3 separate regions of the Sus scrofa genome follow, and regions 2 and 3 are each linked to region 1. Evidence: chromatin contacts called from public HiChIP or PLAC-seq and promoter capture Hi-C data. All regions are on one chromosome and are shown on one strand. The core of a region is the stretch at or near the end of the contact, and the rest is flanking DNA. Distances in the headings are between cores, read along the strand shown. Region 1 holds the start of MRPS33 (28S ribosomal protein S33, mitochondrial). Region 2 holds the start of MKRN1 (E3 ubiquitin-protein ligase makorin-1). Region 3 holds the start of NDUFB2 (NADH:ubiquinone oxidoreductase subunit B2).

The links. Promoter capture Hi-C pulls out the DNA fragments that hold promoters and counts their contacts. HiChIP or PLAC-seq counts read pairs in DNA pulled down with a chosen protein or histone mark.
Region 2: a contact with region 1 is called in an H3K27ac HiChIP or PLAC-seq map of alveolar macrophages. The contact joins the promoter of MKRN1 here to the promoter of MRPS33 in region 1. A contact is called at or near these places in 2 of 5 promoter capture datasets (fetal liver and liver), 2 of 47 Hi-C or Micro-C datasets (embryonic fibroblasts and heart right ventricle) and 1 of 2 datasets of contacts at active chromatin or transcription factors (alveolar macrophages).
Region 3: a promoter capture Hi-C map of liver shows a contact between it and region 1, with 8 times the contacts expected there. The contact joins the promoter of NDUFB2 here to the promoter of MRPS33 in region 1. A contact is called at or near these places in 2 of 5 promoter capture datasets (fetal liver and liver) and 2 of 2 datasets of contacts at active chromatin or transcription factors (alveolar macrophages and skeletal muscle).

Annotation. Positions count from the first base shown.
Region 1 is chr18:8,882,100-8,884,813 of Sscrofa11.1, forward strand. MRPS33 (28S ribosomal protein S33, mitochondrial) reads left to right here and starts at 1,340. Exons shown (of 4, transcript XM_003360108.4): 1 at 1,340-1,410.
Region 2 is chr18:9,332,245-9,334,958 of Sscrofa11.1, forward strand. MKRN1 (E3 ubiquitin-protein ligase makorin-1) reads left to right here and starts at 1,393. Exons shown (of 8, transcript XM_003134608.4): 1 at 1,393-1,821. The coding sequence starts at 1,637.
Region 3 is chr18:9,149,158-9,151,871 of Sscrofa11.1, forward strand. It overlaps NDUFB2 (NADH:ubiquinone oxidoreductase subunit B2), which reads right to left and starts at 1,356. Exons shown (of 4, transcript NM_001244885.1): 1 at 1,249-1,356. The coding sequence starts at 1,346.

The DNA of each region.
Region 1 (2,714 bases), core at 90-2,589:
ACACAAAAGACAAGGTGAAATTCCTACCCAGGATATTTTTTTGTACTGAGCTATGAATGGTATCCTCAGTATACCCTGTGTCAACTTTTTTTTTTTTTTTTTTTTGTCTTTTTTGCCTTTTCTAGGGCCGCTCCTGCGGTGCACGGAGGTTCCTAGGCTAGGGGTCTAATCTGAGCTGTAGCAGCGAGCCTACGCCAGAGCCACAGCAACGAAGGATCCAAGCCTCATCTTCGACCTACACCACAGCTCAAGGGAACGCCAGATCCTTTAACCCACTGAGCAAGGCCGGGAATCGAACCCTCAACCTCATGGTTCCTAGTCAGATTCATTAACCACTGAGCCACGACGGGAATTCTACCCTGTGTCAACTCCTTAAGCTAGACCCAAGTTAATAAGGCTACTAATTACATCATGGGTTGATAACGTGTCAAAACCTAACTTGATAAAAACAAATTCTATAGCATATATTGATAAAATGTCAAAACACGACAAAACAAAAGTCTATAGGAGGGAAGAGGGTGTCAACAAAATAACCTGAAGGTATATAGCTCACCGCTAACTTGCCTTAATTCCAGAGGTACACTTTAGAGTATTCATTGACTTGGAAAATAAGTGGTGTTCTCAGCTGAACTACTGAACATTAAACAAGTGTTTCATACGATGTCTATGGAATGTGGCTTGCTTGAGAGATTTACTGTCAATGTTCTACTATCTGCCCAGAGGAGTCTAGGTAACTCCTGAGGAGTCAGACAAGTATTCCATCCTACTTCCTTGAAGAAGCTTCCAGGCCAGTGGGAGAGAAAGACACAGAGTGCTGCAAACAGTGGCCCTAATCCAGCAAAGGAGTATCAGAAATGGCCTCCTAGAGGTGACACTAAATGATTATCAGAGGGTGAGCCGATTTGTGGGAGGGAGAAGAATGGCACTCCCGGTGGGTCAGGAGACTCTTCAGCCCCTGAGGTCGGGAAATGCACTTGTTAACAGGTTAAGGCCTAAGCTGGATGAAAAGAGAACGAAAACACAAAGAAAGTGGAGGAAAAGAAAAAAGAAATGCACTTCATTCTCCACCACATGGCACACGCAAACTATTGCCTCGGAGGTTTGGGGGTCAGCGCTACAGCCGTGTCCAACAAAACACAGTGAGCGAACCCCGCAGTATCCCCCAGGAAAGCCGGGCTTCTCACTCCTGGAAGCCGCATCAGTCCTCCGCTCACCTGGAGGGGCCGACCTCCCTGAGCGGCGTCAGGTGTGACGTCAGGAGTTCCGAGTCTCTCACTAAGGCTTCGCTCTAGCCGCCAAGTTTCCGTTTCTCTACTGCTCTTCGCTGAAGTCTCGGGCGGAAGCTTGGGGGCGGGCCCGGGGGCGGGTCTTCCGGGAAGCGGGCGCGCGGCAGAGGAAGGGCACGTCTAGGTAAGGCTGTTCGTGACTTTTAGGGGGTCGGTGGTGACCTATGCGCGATGGCTTTAGAGCTCCTGCGGAGGTCTCCAGCCTTGTAGAGTCGCCCCGAATAGGACGAATCAATTTCATTAACCAGCTCGGCGGTCTCACAGGTATCACCCAAACAACTTGGCCTTTTCCTGCATAACTTGGGGAATTTACCAAAGTAGCGTAGTTTTCTCTCTGCCGCACTTACTCTCTTCCTGATTAGGCAGCGTACAAGGTTCAGTTTCTCTGCTCATCAAACGGCCTTCTGCACCGTAGCTATGGCGGGTGGCGGGTGCAGACTGGTTTTGCTATCAGCTTAAGAGAAATATAATAAAATAATATTTAAGAAAAATATTAGCGAAATGCCCATCAGTTGACTTCACATTGTTGCTTCCATCACAGGCAGGCGTGATCGAAGCAGTTGGAGGGGGTTGGTGGTGTTCTGTTGAACGGAATAAAGCTTGATCTGTATTCAGAGCCATTCATTTCTCTCTGACCCAGTAAAATAATCGGTGCCGGGCTTTAAAAGTAATAAAGCATTGTGTTTAGACGGTTTTCCTGTGAAATACGTTTGCACCGTGTGTGAATTCCTTGAGGCCTGACGATTATCATGGCAGGCCCTGTGCCATGAGTTTTGCTTGTCAGCCTCACAACGCAGTGAAGCAGTGTAACTGTCTTCTGTAGTAAATGAGAAAACGAAGGCAAAGAATAGGTGCTACTACAAACACGATGTGGCCGTTAAAGTACGGAAGCCAGATTCCAACCAGCATTTCTACTCCAAGGGTGGCAGTCTTCACTAACCAGTGGTTTTTGAGAAACCTCTCTCCCCAGCAATATTTACACACACACATTTCAGTATATACTTTTAAAGTTCCACGGAATTCACCACACTGAGGATACCTAGGTTAAGAACTCCTGTACATCAGCTGCACTTTTCAAAGAAAAAAGGCAAACCTAATCCAAAGCCAGTTATTAAGCCCGACCTTTTAAATGCTTCAGATCTATCCAAAAGATCAAAGAAAGTTGTACTGTCATGCTAAGTAAAAATATGGGGATTTTCTCATTTGGGCTTAACATGCTTTGCTCTAGCACTTTTGAGAAATTTGTTTTTGCTTAGCCTTTCAAGTCCAGTTAATTTTTCATGATACTGTTTGCTTTCAGATTTTTAAGTGACTATTCTGTACCCCTTAGAACGGCTTCAGTGAATAAAAATTGAATTTATTTGCCTTTTACTTTAATGTCTTTAATACAGGCATCTCTTTTTTTTTTTTCTTTTTTTTTTTTTTTTT
Region 2 (2,714 bases), core at 143-2,642, 450 kb after region 1:
TTTGTTCTTGTCTATTAAGTTAAAACTGCAGTGTGAAGCACCATTCTAAGGGTTTTACATGGACTCTCATTTAATTTTCACAACCATCTCTGGGTAGGTACAGCTATTCTTATTTTAATATTGTTGAAACCGAGCAGGACTCTGTGGGGCTCCTGGGCAGAAAAGCCTTTCAGTGTCCCTCACTTCTTGTTTTTAGAAAATAGGTCTGATTCAGCCTCCAGGACCTTCCCTGAATCCCTGAAGGGCAGGTTCAAAAGTTGCTAATTAGGGAAGAGAGGGGGGGGATGCAGAGACCAGGGAGGAGCAGTCAAGAAACAATAGTGTAGCCTTGGGGCAGGGTCTTGGTTCCTCCTCCAGGAATATACATAACAATATCTTTGAGCTCTTCTGCAGAACTAAAACCCCCAATAAGTGAAAGATGTTAACTACTTGATGAAGCATTCTTGTTCCAGAAAGGAGGACCATCGGAACCAGTCCTGAGGCCACTAAACACCAGCTTAGAAGAAGAATATAAGCTTGCGTTTACACTGATCCTTATATGTAGCCTTATTTTCCACTCCCCAACTATAAAACTACCTCCAATTCTCTTCCAGACTTTAGACCTTTAACCTGCTGTGGTCTCCTTTGCCTGGCAAAGTAATAAAGATTTTTTTTCCCTATCTCCCCGCCTCCACATTTCTATTTGGCACCAGTGGACAGAGTTTCTGCAACATCACTTCTTTTACAGATGGAAAGCAGGAGCATTAAGGTAAGTTGGCTTGCTCCAAAACACGTTGCTGGGTCTGGGCAGAAGCCTAGAAGTGACAGACAGCTGACTCCACAGACTTTGCTTAGCCATCTTGCTATTCTCTTGGATTTAAGGGATAACACTTTTTATGTGTGTGCCCCAGGCAAGTGGACGTTCCTGGGCCAGGGATCAAACCCTATCCACAGCAGCAACCTGGGCAGTGCAGTGACAACGATAGATCCTTAACCTGCTGGATGACGAGGGAACTCCACGGAGAGAACATTATTAACAACTTTGGTTGAAAGGAGAAGACGTGTTCAGTCCCGCCAGGCGCTATGTTCAGTGACTGCGATACATACCTACCACATAGCAACCCTATGTGGTAGGACCTACTCATCCCCATTTGATATAAGGAACCTGAAGCCGGGAGAAAATTGGTATCTAGCCCAAGTTCACAGTGTAGAGCCTGGAAAGTCTGGATTCAAACCCAGAACCCCAGTCCCACTCCCCCCCTCCACTGCATCAGGCACCCTGGGGGAAGTGTTCTGGGTCAGAGCCCTGCAAAGTGAGGACTTTGGTTCCCTAGACTTGAAGCCTGGGGGCAGTAGTGGGTAGCTGAGGGGAGGGGCAGCCTGGGGAAGCCCGCCCCAGCCCCGCCCCTCTCAGGCGGAGCTGCCTCGCCCACCAATCAGCGCGCTGGGGGGGCGTGCCCGGGGGGCTCTCCAGCTCTGGCCCGCACTTCGAGCTGCGAGAAAGCTCCGAGACGCGACGCGGGGCCGCGGGGAGCGAGCGGCCGCCTCAGTGTCCTTCCCCTCCCTACCCCTGGCCTCGCCGCCTTCTCCCCGCAGCCGGACCGGAACTATGTGATCCCGGAAGTTCCGGCGCCATTGCTGTGTGGGATAAACAGTAATGGCGGAGGCTGCAGCTCCCGGAACAACAGCCACAACACCCGGAGCAGGAGCGGCAGCAGCGGCGGTGGCAGCGGCCTCCCCCACCCCTATCCCCGCAGTCACCTCCCCGTCCCCGGGGGCGGGGGGCGGGGGAGGCGGCAGCGACAGCGGCGGCGGCGGCTGGACTAAACAGGTCACCTGCAGGTGAGACGCAGCGCTGCCGGGCGCGGGGAGGGGGCCGAGACTGCGGAGGAAGGGGCGGGCGGAGGTGGGAGGGGAGCCGGCGTTTCGCAGCCGCTACTGCGGTGCCGGCGTTGCTCTCGCCGCGGCTGCCGGCGTTGCTGTCGCCGCCGCCGCCGCCGCCGCGGCCTCGCTGCCCGCGCTGCGTCAACCCCCGCAGGGCGCCGCGGCCGGGGCGCGCGCGGCGTCGCTGCGGGTCCCCGCACCGCCCGCCGCCTCCCCGCGCTCGGCGGAGCGGCGCGCACAGGCAGAGGTAGGGTGACTCCTCCCTCCTTTTTATTGTCGCCGGATCCGCCGCTCCCTATCCCCAGCTTGCAGGTTCGGGAAGGGGCTTGGCGGTGTCGCTTGGAGCCCGCCTCCCCGCAACCTTGCGAGGCCGGGGAAAGTCGCCGCGTGTCCCGGCTAGGTGGCCTTGCTGCCGGCTCCGCCGCCGTGTCATCCGTTTCTAACGTCTTTCTCGGGTGCCCTCGCCCCCCACCCCCTGGAGCGGTAGCTTTTGTTATTTCTTCTTTGTATGTTTATTGAGGTTGGTGGTTCTGATCTTTGTCTCAGAACCGAGTGCCGGGCCGTGTCCTCTCCTCCGCTTTAGGATTTACGTGCTGCCATTCCCGTCCCCCGGGAAAGGGTTTTTTTCTTTTGAAATCCACGCATCTTCTTAAGGGAGCCTAGGGAGCTCGTCCCTCCCCAAGGAGAGAGATTTGGTTGGGATGTCAGATGACAATATTTGAAAAAACAAAGTGATTAGAGGAGGAGGGCTGTACGGATATGTGTAAACATGTAAACAGTTATGGAGCTGTACGTACAAAATTAGGGCATTTAATTGGATGTCGTAGTTGGATTTTTAAAAATGCGATCGG
Region 3 (2,714 bases), core at 106-2,605, 270 kb after region 1:
AGAGGCACACCTACTAGCCTTCCTATGTGGAGCCCAGGGCTATTGCTGGTTCTCCATCTCTCTCCTTGCTCAGGTCACACATAGCTTTTCCTTCTTCCCACTCTACACCTGTCCCAGCTCCATATGGGACAGACATATGGCTTTAAGCAAGCCACTCCTTTAATTTTAATTTTTAATTTTCCTGGGTCTCAGGTTCCCTATTATTATTAATAACAGCTAAACAATACTTGTAATGTCCTTACTGGGCACCAGCAACTGTCTTCAAACATTTTAGAGATTTGTTATTCATTTAGTTCTCTGTAAGTCAACACTATTATCCCCATTACATGGTTGAGAAACCTGAGTTATTAAGAGATCATGAAACTTCCTAGGCTAGGGGTCAAATCCGAGCTGCAGCTGCCAACCTATGCCACAGCCACAGCCACGCCAGATCCCAGTCGTGACTGCAACCTACGCCACAGCTCACCAAAACGCCGGATTTTTAACCCACTGAGCGAGTCCAGGGATCTAAACACCTGTGTCCTCATGGATACTAGTCAGGTTCATTTCCGCTGAGCCACAATGGGAACTCCTCCAATCGGCCTCTTTAGCTACCTCACGGGTGACTGCTTTTGCTCCTCTCTTAAATTCTCGTGTTGCAAAGGGGAACTCTAAACTATAGGCTGTGGGCAAAAACTCTTTGTGGGAGACCGCCTCCACGCCCCCACCTTAGAGAACTTAACTCTCCACTCCGCAACCACAGTAATTTTTCAAAATTAAAATCTGGCCACGTGACATCTGATTAAAACCTATCAATGACCGACATCGCCTCTGTTCGAAATCCCTCAGCCAGGCATCAGGACCTTCTACCATTCCCTCACCACGTCCAAACTCTCCAGCCTCACTTGACGCTTCCAACTGCAAAGCACGCCCTCGCCTCCCCAACTCCTGCTCTCGCTTCCAGAAGAGCTTTTGCTGCGTCCACATTCGACTGTCAATTTCTCAGGGGCAGGCTCCCCCCGGGGCCAGGAGGGCCCGATACAGACTTCAATTGGCCCCGCGAGCTGCGCTTCCCCGTCCCCACGAGCCCCGCTGTCCCAAGCCCCCGCTTCGCGAGCGGTCAGACTACACGTCCCAGCAGGCCTCAGGGCGGAAGTCGCTGTAGACTCGGAGCTGCCACCGGCGCTAGGCGTCAAGGTGAGGGCGTCCCTAAGACTGGTGCTTTCTGTTAGAGACAAGCTAAGTCCCCAACCCCCACCGAGTACTCACTGACGGACTCCACCGCCTCCAGCTACCCCCGCGCCACGGCCTCTGAGGAAACGGCCTCCAACGCGCGTGAAAGGCGCCAGCCGCTGCAGAGGAGACATGCCAGCTAGCGTCCGGACGACTGACCCTGGCCTCACCCCCCTCCTTACGTCACTTCCCCTTGGCGCCCCGCCCAGTTACGTCACTGCACCTCCTCGCGCAACGCCTGGAGCGTGACGTACCGGGGCGGGTGGGGAAGCTGTAGGTCCCGCCCCACATCGGTGTCCTGGTTTTTCTCCTGGCGCGAGAGCATACGCCAGGAGGCCCCCGGCTTGAGGGTCCAGAGGCGCTTCTGATAGACGAGTGGTGTAGACGGCCCGGGTGAGCTGGGCTGGATGGAGCCACGCGCTTCGCCCCCGGATAGGCGCGCAGCGCCTTGGCGCTTGGCTTCTGGAACCCCTTTGTTTCGTGTGGGCTAAGAAACTCGTGACCGGGTCACAGCTCACTGTGCTGATCTGGACAGCGTTACCCCACCACCCGTTACCCCACCATCTGGACACCCGCGCCACCCGCGCCCTGTCAGCTCTTCCTGAATTAACTACGCTTCCAGACGCTCTGAGGCTGCAAATCTTTTCTGAACCGTGTGTCCTTCCCAAAGCTAATCCTTCTAGTCTTCTCTTCTGCAAAGGCTCACAATGATTTCTTTATTTTTATTTTTTGTCTTTTTGCCATTTCTTGGGCCGCTTCCGCGGCATATGGAGGTTCCCAGCCTAGGGATCTAATCGGAGCTGTAGCCACCGGCCTGCACCAGAGCCACAGCAACTTGGGATCCGAGCCGCGTCTGCAACCTACACCACAGCTCACGGCAACGCCGGATCGTTAACCCACTGAGCAAGGGCAGGGACCGAACCCGCAACCTCATGGTTCTTAGTCGGATTCCTTAACCACTGACCCACGATGGGAACTCCCACAAAATTATTTCTTTAAAGGCTTCATTGCTGTATTGTTGTTATGCAGCCAGTGGTTCCCAAATGGTACTCCCACAGTTTATACAGTGCAGGTCCCCAGTTTATACAGTGCTCCTCATGCCTTTATCCTGAGCCATACGTGGATTCGTTGCTTTTGTCTCTTAATAAACTCCAAGCTTCTCTAGACTCCCCTCCCCCACCCCCAAATTAAAACTTCTAGATTTGGTTAGATTATAAACAGCCTTCCAGCCTCAAGCCTTGGAGATTGCCATTTGAAATGGATCGCTTGACAAGCACTGAAGACTTCACCTTGAATGATAAGCATAAAAAGTAGGTAACTTATGGAGAGAAATGTAGACCTGAATTTAGGGACTTGAGTGCATTGAGTGTAACTGACACTCCTGTGGCAAGATATGAGCCCCTATGTGCCCTGTAACTGAAAACCTCTTGCCCTGGAGAGACTTACATAAAGCTATGATTAGGTTATGCCCTTCTGAACAGCCTATTGATTGACCCTCTGAC